Linked DNA regions of Hordeum vulgare: region 1 is linked to region 2. The links are chromatin contacts, called in public Hi-C maps. All regions are on one chromosome and are shown on one strand. The core of a region is the stretch at or near the end of the contact, and the rest is flanking DNA. Distances in the headings are between cores, read along the strand shown.

The links. Hi-C and Micro-C count contacts between places; a contact is called where the count stands out from the background.
Region 1: a Hi-C map of seedling shows a contact between it and region 2, with 3 times the contacts expected there. The contact joins two enhancer-like sites. A contact is called at or near these places in 4 of 6 Hi-C or Micro-C datasets (leaf and seedling).

What each region holds. Positions count from the first base shown.
Region 1 is chr1H:467,589,779-467,595,172 of MorexV3_pseudomolecules_assembly, forward strand. No RefSeq gene overlaps it. Among protein-coding and RNA genes, the nearest start is that of LOC123445882, 110 kb to the right of the region's middle. Within about 2 kb of position 1,358, at least 3 of the 3 cell types and tissues checked have open chromatin away from gene starts, as enhancers often do. A contact at or near this core is called in leaf and seedling, where this site is marked.
Region 2 is chr1H:467,031,842-467,036,504 of MorexV3_pseudomolecules_assembly, forward strand. No RefSeq gene overlaps it. Among protein-coding and RNA genes, the nearest start is that of LOC123445839, 9.6 kb to the left of the region's middle. Within about 2 kb of position 3,265, at least 3 of the 3 cell types and tissues checked have open chromatin away from gene starts, as enhancers often do. A contact at or near this core is called in leaf and seedling, where this site is marked.

The DNA of each region.
Region 1 (5,394 bases), core at 108-2,607, 560 kb after region 2:
TTCTAGTTTGCGACAAGTGGTGCACTGCATGCGTATCAATTGTCCCAACCTTGAAGTTTTCGTTTTTTCGTAGATCCGTATTTTTAAAACAATTTTTCTCCTAAACCGTAGAACCATTTTCATCATTGGGTATTTCGCATCGAGATCTTCAAAACTAGGTCCCATGTTGATAGGTTTTGATGAATTTTCTCACTAAAAAACCGGATGAAAAAACCGTGGCTCTAGCGATAGAAAAAATCGTACCCCCCGCGAGAGCAAAACCATGCCTCTAGTAAAAAGAATGCATTATTTTGTTTTTACGGCCATACCTCTCGCGAAAACAAAACCGTGTCTCTCCTCAAAAAAAGCGTGTTTCTCCGCGCAAATTTTTATTTAACTTTTTGTTAGGAAGTTAAGAAAGAGCGGTGTAAAACCGAAACACAAAAAAAGGGGAAAAATCAATCTAAAATGCCGAAAACACGTGTGGAAAAATAAAAAACGAAATCCGAAAAAAACACTCAAAACACGACACATAGCGACGGTTGAGAACGCGCCAAATAACGGCGCTTGGAATTGCTTGCTCGAAGGCTCCTGAAGAAGCGCTCGTTAACTAGTTGCTGCCATTTCATATTCGGCGCCACATCGCTAGTTAACGTTCATTTTTGTGAACTCGCGCGTGTGCCGTTCATAAATGGGTCGGGCCATCTAGATGTTGGTTGACGATTTTTCTTTTCAAATTCTGTGAACATATTTATACATCAGTGAACTTTTTAAATTTCAATTGTTTTTTAAAGATTGTGAACTTTTCTCTAAAAATCGATGAACCGTTTATAAAATATTAAAATTCTATAAACTTTTTTGAATATCGAAATTTGATGAACACCTTTTGAAAAACGGATGGTTTCTTATCAAAATTGATAAACTATTTAACGATTCATGAACTGTTTTTTCAGTTCAATGAACTTTTTCAAAAAATTCATACACCTTTTTGGAATATCTATGAACTTTTCTCAAATTTAATGAACACTTTTCAAGTTTGACGAAGTTTTTTTCGAATTGACGAACTTTTTTCAAATTGGATGTAGTTTTTTTCAAATTTAATAAAAAAAATTTGAATTGACGAACTTTTTTCAAAATTGATGAAGCTATTTTAAAGATATGAACTTTTTTCAAATGGATGAACCTTTTTATTTAAATCTGTAAATATTTTTAAATTATATATTTTTATTTTCATAATAAATTTAAAATATTGATGTTTTTCAATGGGATCAACAGAAACAAAAACAGATCCAAGAAAATGGGCAGCAAACTAGTGGGCCGTCCAGGACAGAGAAGCTGCCGGCGCCCGATCATTAACGGACGCGTCCAGTGCTGCATAGGAGCTTCCCTAGTTGCTCCCCTGTTTCTTTGTTTTGTAAGTATATGTGATCGGCAAGAAATTGGGCCGGCCATTTACAAAGCACTAGAAGCAAGGTATAGCAAAAAATTGGCACACAAGTCTGACATGGACCAGTCTAGAGGAAGAAGTATGCGGAGGTTTTTTTACCGTTTTCTTTGTGTGATTTTTCTTCTTCTTGATTTTCTGTTTTTCTTTCTCTCTTCTGTTTTCCCCTTACTTTACGTTTCTATATTTATTATTGTTCTAAGTTTATGTTTACTTATACAATCTTTCATTATTCAAGTTTTTTTTACTTAATTATTTTGGTTTTTCATTCCCTCCTTCATTTTTATTAGTTATAATCTTAGTTTTTCTCTTTTTTGGTAATATATTTAGCTAATATATAAGGCATTTCAAGAAATACATGATTATATTTAAAAACAAACAACCACGTTATAATTACATGATTATAACGAACACTTTTTTTGACATGTACGTACATTTACAAAAATGATGAACATTTCTAGAACATATGACTACTTTTTGTTTTGCGGTTTTATGGTTGTACCTCTGCCTTTTCATTTTTTATTAGTTGTTTCCCATTATGTGAACGATTTCAAAATGATGGTCTGTGTAAAAAAACGTTATCGTCCTTTTTGAGTTACGTGTATATTTTTCAGCAGAACTAATTTATTTAATCATCAAGTAATAATAAGATACATAAAGTTTTTAAAAATATATTGAAACAGATTGTGACTATGTGTGTATATTTTTTTACATCAAATTTGTATATTATTTGCTATCATGTTAGTTTTATATATGATAATAATAAGATATAATATTGGTTTCTAAGTTTTTGTACAGAATAGAAACTGTAATATTTGGATATTCGACAACTACTGTGGCCATGTAGTCCAGACACGGGCTGCACATGACTATTGGACCTAACATACGTCGTATAAGTGCGCCAAGATATATGTGTTCCCCGTTTTTTTTTTAAAGGGTTATGTCTTCTCTGAGGAAAACCTTATTCGCCGCTCGTTGTGGCGAATCGTCAGAGCTTCACATAGGGGGCAACGATGGTCTAACAAAGATGGATTGGCCCAGTCCTGGCAGATCGCTCCGGTTTTGGGAAGAGATCGCCGCAGATTTTTTTCAGTTTTGAAAACTTATAGAAGGTTCCCTCCACTGAATTAGTTTTCGTTTTCTTTTTTTACTAGTATATCTTTTCTTCTTTTACTTTTTATTACTATTTTAGAAAATGTTCTAAATTTTCTAAAATATTCTTTATTTTTAAATAAAATGTTTTGGATTGTCAAAAAAAGTTCTGTATTTTTGAAAAATGTTCGTCACTTTTGAAAAATGTTCAGAAATTCCATAAATTGTGCTTCAAATTCGGAAAATGTTATTTAACTTTTAAGAAAATATTCTGAGTTTTCGAAAAACGTTCTGGATTTACGAAAAATGTTTGGTATTTCCAAAATTGTTTTTCAAATTAGAAAAATGTATTAGCTTTTACGAAAAGTGTTCTAAATTTCAAATAGTTCCCGTTCTTTTAAAATATTTATAACTTCAAAAACTGTTCGTGCGACAAAAAACTGTTCTCAAGATTCAATAAATATTCGGGATTTTCGAAAAATTGTCTGCGCTTCCAAATCTATTTGTTTTTTTTAAACCCGTTTCAAAATTTTATTCTAAACATACAAAATATGATCTGGCCATAAAACATTGTTCACGCTTCCAAATTTGTTCAGGTTTTTAAAATTATTCTCGGTTTCAAAACTTTTCTCAAAATTCAAAAAATGTCCGTGCTTTCAAATTTATTAGGGGTTTTACAAAATTGTTCTCCTTTTCAAAAGTTTATTCTCAGAATTCAAAAACTATTCGTGCTTTAAAAACAATTCGCGCTTCCAAATTTCTTCAAGATTTTTGAAAATTGTTCTCAAAATTTAAAAAACTGGTTGTTTTTTCAAAACTTGTTTGCTCTTTCAAATTTGTTCAGGGTTTTTCAAAATTGTTTTCTATTTCACAAATTTTAACACAAGCTTCAAAAAATGTTCGTGCTTTAAAATATTGTTTGCGCTTTCAAAAATCAGAAAATGTTTCTGCTTTTTTTAAATGTTATTGATTTTCAAAAAAAATTCTGGATTTTCAGAAAATGTTCTGGATTTCAAAAAACGTTCTTCAGATTCGCAAAATATTTCTGCTTTTCAAAAACTGTTCTGGATTTTCAAAAAATGTTCTTCAAATTCGAAAAATGGATTTTATTTTTACAAAAAATTTATGTATATTCAATAAATGTTCTTGAATTTTTAAAATGTTTTTCAAAAAATGTTCTTTTTTTGCAAAATCTGTTCTCAAGATTCATAAAATGTTCGTATTTTCAAAAAATTGTTCACGTTTATGAATTTGTTCAGTATTTTTCTAAAATTGTTCTGATTTTCAAATTTTGATATAAGATTAAAAAAATGTTCGTGCTTTTAAATAATTGTTCATGCTTTCAAATTTGTTCGTGGTTTTCAAAAGTTGTTCTCTGTTTCAAAATTTTGTTCTCAATATTTTAAAATTTTCGTGCTTTCAAAAATTGTTTGTGGTCCCAAATTTGTTCATGATTTTTGAAAATTGTTCTTCGTTTTAAAATTTGTTCTCAAGATTGAAAAACTGTTTGTGAGTTAAAAAATGTTTGCAATTTCAAATTTTTTCTCTAATTTAAAAAATATTCATGTTTTCAAAAAATTATTGGAAAAGTGAGCCAAAAGGGAAAAAAAGAAATACGCAGAAAAGGGAAAAAGAAACAGAAAAAAGGAAATTATTCAACTTTTTTGGACAAAAAAGAAGTTGGACTAGCCTAGTTGCCCCCGTGTGCGTGGGAGCAACCCCTGCCACAACGAGCGGCAGGTAGGAGTTCCCTTCTCTAACCCCTAAAAGAAGATAGCTAAATGATTCCTGCTGGGTGACCGGCTAGAAATTACGTCGATCGCCTCATCACACAATGTTGCACATGGGCCCGACTAAAAGGAAATAAAAAGGCGACGATTCGGCAACAGCAAGTGGATATTAACTATTACAACATGATCATCTCATACATCCAATATATCACATCACGTCATTGGCCATATCATATCACAATCATACCGTGCAAAAACAAGTTAGACGTCCTCTAATTTGTTGTCGCATGTTTTACGTGGCTGCTTTGGGTATCTAGTATGATCGCATCTTACTTACGCAAAAACCACAACGGAGTTGTGCAAATTGCTATTTAACATCTCCAAGGACCGCCTCGGTCAAAACCAATTCAACTAAAGTTGAATAAACCGACATGTGCCAGTCATCTTTATGCAATGAGGTTGCATGTCAATCAATGAAACCAGTCTTTCATAAGTGTACGAATAATGTCGGTCCGGGCCGCTTCAATCCAACAATATTATCATCGATAAAAGACTAATGAGGGCAGCAAATCGAACATCACCGTCCACAAAACCCTTTGTGTTCTACTCGAGATAACATCAATGCATGAACCTAGCTCATGATGCCACTGTTGGGGAACGTTGCATGGGAAACAAAAAAATTCCTACGCACACGAAGACCTATCATCGTGATGTCCATCTACGAGAGGAGATTTGGATCTACGTACCCTTGTAGATCGCACAGCAGGAAGCGTTAAGAAACGTGGTTTATGTAGTGGAGCGTCTTCACGTCCCTCGATCAGCCCCACGAACCGTCCCGTGATCCGTTCCGATCTAGTGCCGAACGGACGGCACCTCCGCGTTCAGCACACGTACAACTCGACGATGATCTCGATCTTCTTGATCCAGCAAGCAAGACGGAGAAGTAGATGAGTTCTCCGACACCATGACGGCGCTCCGGTGGTGGTGAGGATATACTCCTGCAGGGCTCCGTCCGAGCTCCGCAGAAATACGATCTAGAGGTAAAACTATGGTGTCTAGATCTGAGTTGCACGTGACAAAAATTGTCTCAAATCGGCCCTAAATCACCACTATATATAGGAGGGAGTGGGAGGAGGCTTGCCTTGAGGG
Region 2 (4,663 bases), core at 2,015-4,514:
TTCTTGAAACATAAAGTATGTAGATATAAACTTGTCCAGATGTATATCTCGCTGATGGCGAGTGTGGCTTTTTGTCTCGCTTGAAGCATTTTCGCCGCATTACAGTGCTGGAACAACCCATTTTCATCTTCCTTTTAGCTGTTTTTTATCGATACCCTCGCTTGCAGTGGTCGATGTACGTTTTTTTTAGTTCCTTTAATTTTTACCTTTTTCTTGAATTTTCTGTTTTCTGTTTTTCCCATGATTTTCTACATATCTTTCACTGTTTTACTATTTCTTTTTTTTTCTATCCTTCTTTCTTTCTTTTTCTTCATTTCTCTTTTCTTCTTTCTTGTGTTTTTTTGCTTTTTCTTTATTTCAACATTTTCCTTTGTTACTTACATGATTTTCATTGGTTTACTTTGTTTCTTTCTCGGTTTTCATAGTATTTGTTTCTATGTTTTGATTTTTGTTTCTCATTTTTATCGGTTTCTTTGTTTTTATCTTTTTTTATTTCTGATTCATATAGAGTACAAATGTTTTATTATGCATGTTTAATATTTTATTGAAATACACGAAAACATTTTTGTAAATAATTAGTATATTTTTCAAATAAATTATCAGTATATTTTTCAAATGAATGATTAGTATATTTTTCAAACATATTTTTTTCAGACACATTCAATATTTCTTGTATGCATATAGACATCTTTTATGCACACATTTTTCAAATATGTATTGTTTTGTATACTTTTTGTATACACATTGTTAATATTTTGTATGCATTAGAGAGATTTTTATGTACACGTTTAACATTTTCAAAGCCCAGTATTTGTCTTTTGTTCAAACATGTTGTTTTCAGGTTTTTTATTTTTGCATAGACAATTGTATATTTTGTGTATACATCAGATTTTCTTATACATGTTTAACAATTTTTAAATACATACCTAACATTGTTTTTAATATATATATTTTGATGTCTATTATTTACATACACATTGTACATTTTTTGTACACATAAGGAGTAATTTTTATGCATGTTTAACATTTTATAAACACATGATTAACATTTTTTCATATATTATTTTGGATGTATATTTTGCGTACACATTTTTTTTTTAATACGTTAGAAACACGTCTCTATACAAGCTTACGATTTCTAAAGTGTGTGATTAACATTTTCTAAATTCTGTGTGTAAATTGACTTTTATAATAGAAATATTTAGAATATTTAGAAATATAAGGAAAAATATATATGGGAAGAGAATTTGTGGCTCTCGGATGCCACACGCTCCCATATGAATATAGCATTAAAACATATATTATGATTTTTTTAACAATTCTAAAATTTTAGGATTTGAAACATGGATGCCCGTTGTACACCCGTATTTGGTTCGTGGGGAAAGGATGCCCGTGATAATGTCAGTAAAAAGGACAAAATAATATATGTATAGAAAAAAAGTCAGATGTATCATATGTCGGATCGTAAAATCCAGCACAACGGATACCATGGGCGCTCATTCCCCGTAAAAATGAACACGGGTGTACAACAGACACTTAGGTTTGTTGTTTCAGATTTTTTTAATGATTTTTACAATATTACTTTCATATAGTGGTGCGTGATACCCGGGGTGCTCTAATGCATTTCCCATATATGGGCTTACAATCCTTGCAACAACTGTGGGCTGCTAGCTGGTAAGCATACTACGGGCTTCCGTCATGATCCTTCAATCATTCCTGTATTTTTTTTTGCGTAAATTTAATCATTCCCCGAAACTACGATTTTTGAATAAAGTAAACCATGTTTTACCTCTCAAAGAAAAAAAAAAGGCTAAGCAACGTGCTTTGTCGTGAAATCTACCTTCAACCCGGAAGAAACTCATAAAATACTACTCCCTCCGTTTCTAAATATAAGTCTTTTAAGATATTTTACTAGGGGTCTACATACGAAGTAAAATGAATGAATCTACATTCTATAGTATGTCTATATACATCTGTATGTAGTCTTTTAGTAAAAGCTTTAGAAAAAGGTATATTTAGAATAGCACGCCGCATATAGTACTCCCACATGAGCAATTTTACCATCACACGGCGGCAGATGCTCTGCACCACGCTCGCAACGACCAACCGCATCAACCGTCTTCGTCGCCGATGCCAACAACCCAGCGCGAGATTCCCCCTACTTTGTTCCTTCTCCCGAGAACGGGAAACTTGGCCACATTTTGTTTTCCCTCCTCCTCGCAAAGCCACTTTTCTCCGAATAAAAAAGGAGGGGAATCTCCCTCCCCTTGCTGACGGGTCTCTTGTCCTACTTTCTTTCTCCGTGGCAATGGCAATGGAGCTTGCATGCTTCCAAAATCGCGCGTTCGGTTTCCATGTGAGGTCATGTGTTGTGATGGAGGCATCCCTTCGTTTCCCCAAAGAGCAAGCCCGTTTGCCGCTGGATCCTTGCCAAAAGGAGGCGCGGGAAAAGGTTTTCTGCGCTCCGAGTCAAGCATGCGCCTGAAAGAACCTAACACTTTGTCCCGGTCAACAATGAACTTATAATAAATGGACCCAATAATTGTAGACAGCTCGGAATTGACAACGTTTTATTGGCGCAGAGCCATTGCTGACAACTGACGGAACTGGGGTCTAGCGCAAATATAATACTCCCACTGATAGTCTATTTTTGCAGTTCTTTTTAGGTTATCAATAAAATGACTGCATGCATCACTCGATGATGCAGAGGCTGGGGCAACGCCTCATTTTCTAAAAAAAAGTCTATTTTGCAGTAGTAATACAAATACGTACAAGGATGGGCCATGGTCAAAAGAGTTTTCCATTGGGCGAGGGAGGCATTGCTCGATGCTCACGCAGAAATCTTTGCGTGGAGTAGGATAAAAGTACGGAGCGCAGGTCGCGAGGTGCCATGCCGTCATGGGCGTACGATTGGGCGGACGGGTGATTGTTTAAGCCGTGTCTTTGGGAAATGTAGTACTGTATGCAGATCCTAAATGGGCCGTTGATGAGTACGGTGTTTACGTGTCTCCCCGTGGTTAGCCGCTGCTGCTTAGGTCTATTGTCACGACTTGTTAATCAACTAATGATTGGTGCCACGGGCTGTTAGCTGTAAGCAGGGCTCGCCATTGGCCGGAAACACAAGTACGAGCAGCAGATCGTAAAGCCGTACTGCTCCAGTTAAACTAGACCCCACCCCAAGGACCCATCATTTGAGTCCCGGATCTTCTACGCCGCCGCATATAGGAGTGACGTGCAGCCCAGGTGCATCGCCAGCCGCAGCAAATCCGGAGCAGCTTTGTACAACGAGTACAACCGATCTGAAAGGTACACCAGTTCGTCCTCCTCCGGCTCCAAATCGCCCGCTTTACTTTAATTATGAGGGTTCCGGCGAGCGTGACCCTCCTCAATCGCCACCCGACACCGCACAGCGCTAGGGACGAGACAACCAGGATTCCTGCAACCCCACACGTCCGTGCGTCTGAATTATGAAATCGCCGCATGACGGGACGCCCGGCCCGGGTGAGGCTGGTCACAATGGAGAGTAACATAAGGCAGGAAACTACACGCTTTCCTAAACTATGTTCCTACCTTCACAATGGAGAGTAACATGTATGTAGTGTCATGCAACAATGCATTTATTAGGCTATAGACTCATTGTTTCTTGGAGTGTGTAATGTTCCGGTAACTTAGCTAGTTACCACAAGCACCTCTCTCTTCACTAAATACGTGCCACATAAGCAAAGTTGTATTGGAGTGTGTGATGTTACTGCTAAGTTCCTCCCCATTGTGACCAGCCTGAGCTCCTCCCGGTGAACCGTCGCGTCACCGCTCCTCCCCACCCGGTAACATCAGGTCAAGACTTCCCCGCGACGCTTTCACGGAAAATGGTGAAAACCGCACTAGTTCCGAAGTCATCTTCGAATTTGGAAATGATGATAATATGACGAGATAAAAACATGGCTGAAGTCTTCAAAACGACGTAAGAAAATACTCCTACACTTTTACCAAACCGTAGTGTAGCCACCTGTGAGCATGGCAAGCCGAACTACACCTGGATTGTTAAGATCCTAGTAGATAATCACTCTCAATCACACATTCATACAAGGTTCGGCCCGAATCAGAGTTTGGAGAGAAAGAGAGGGAAGGGGATTCGAGAGAGAAGAGCCGCCGCCGCTACAGTCTACTTTCTTCACACCCCACGCAGGAGGGATCGACACTTACTTAACCTAACGAGCGGTGTCCCAGACTTGGGCCGCGAAGCGGCTATTGGGCTTCACTTGTCGACGAGGCCGTTCTGGCCCAGCAGTGGCGACGACCGTTGGAGCGGGGCCACCGACAGTAGGCGGGCCTAGGGAGGCAGGGGTCGTAACACTCCCTCCCCCTTGAGACACAGCTTGACCCCAAGCTGGCGCCCAAGGAAAGTGACGGCGAAGTTCGTCAGTGCCTTCCCAGGTGGCGAAGTCTGGTGGCGGCTCGACCCAGCGCACCAGGATCTGCGGAAACATCTCGGTTGCCTCGTCGTATCACGCGATGCTCTAGGATTTCCTCCGGCTGCGCGCTTGCTGATGTTGTCGTTGGAAGCTGCTGCCGGGCTTGTTTTGTTGGGGGAAGAGCCTGCTACAACTGGTACACATGGAAGACCGGGTGAATAGTGCTTGAAGCAGGCAGCTGGAGTTTGTAA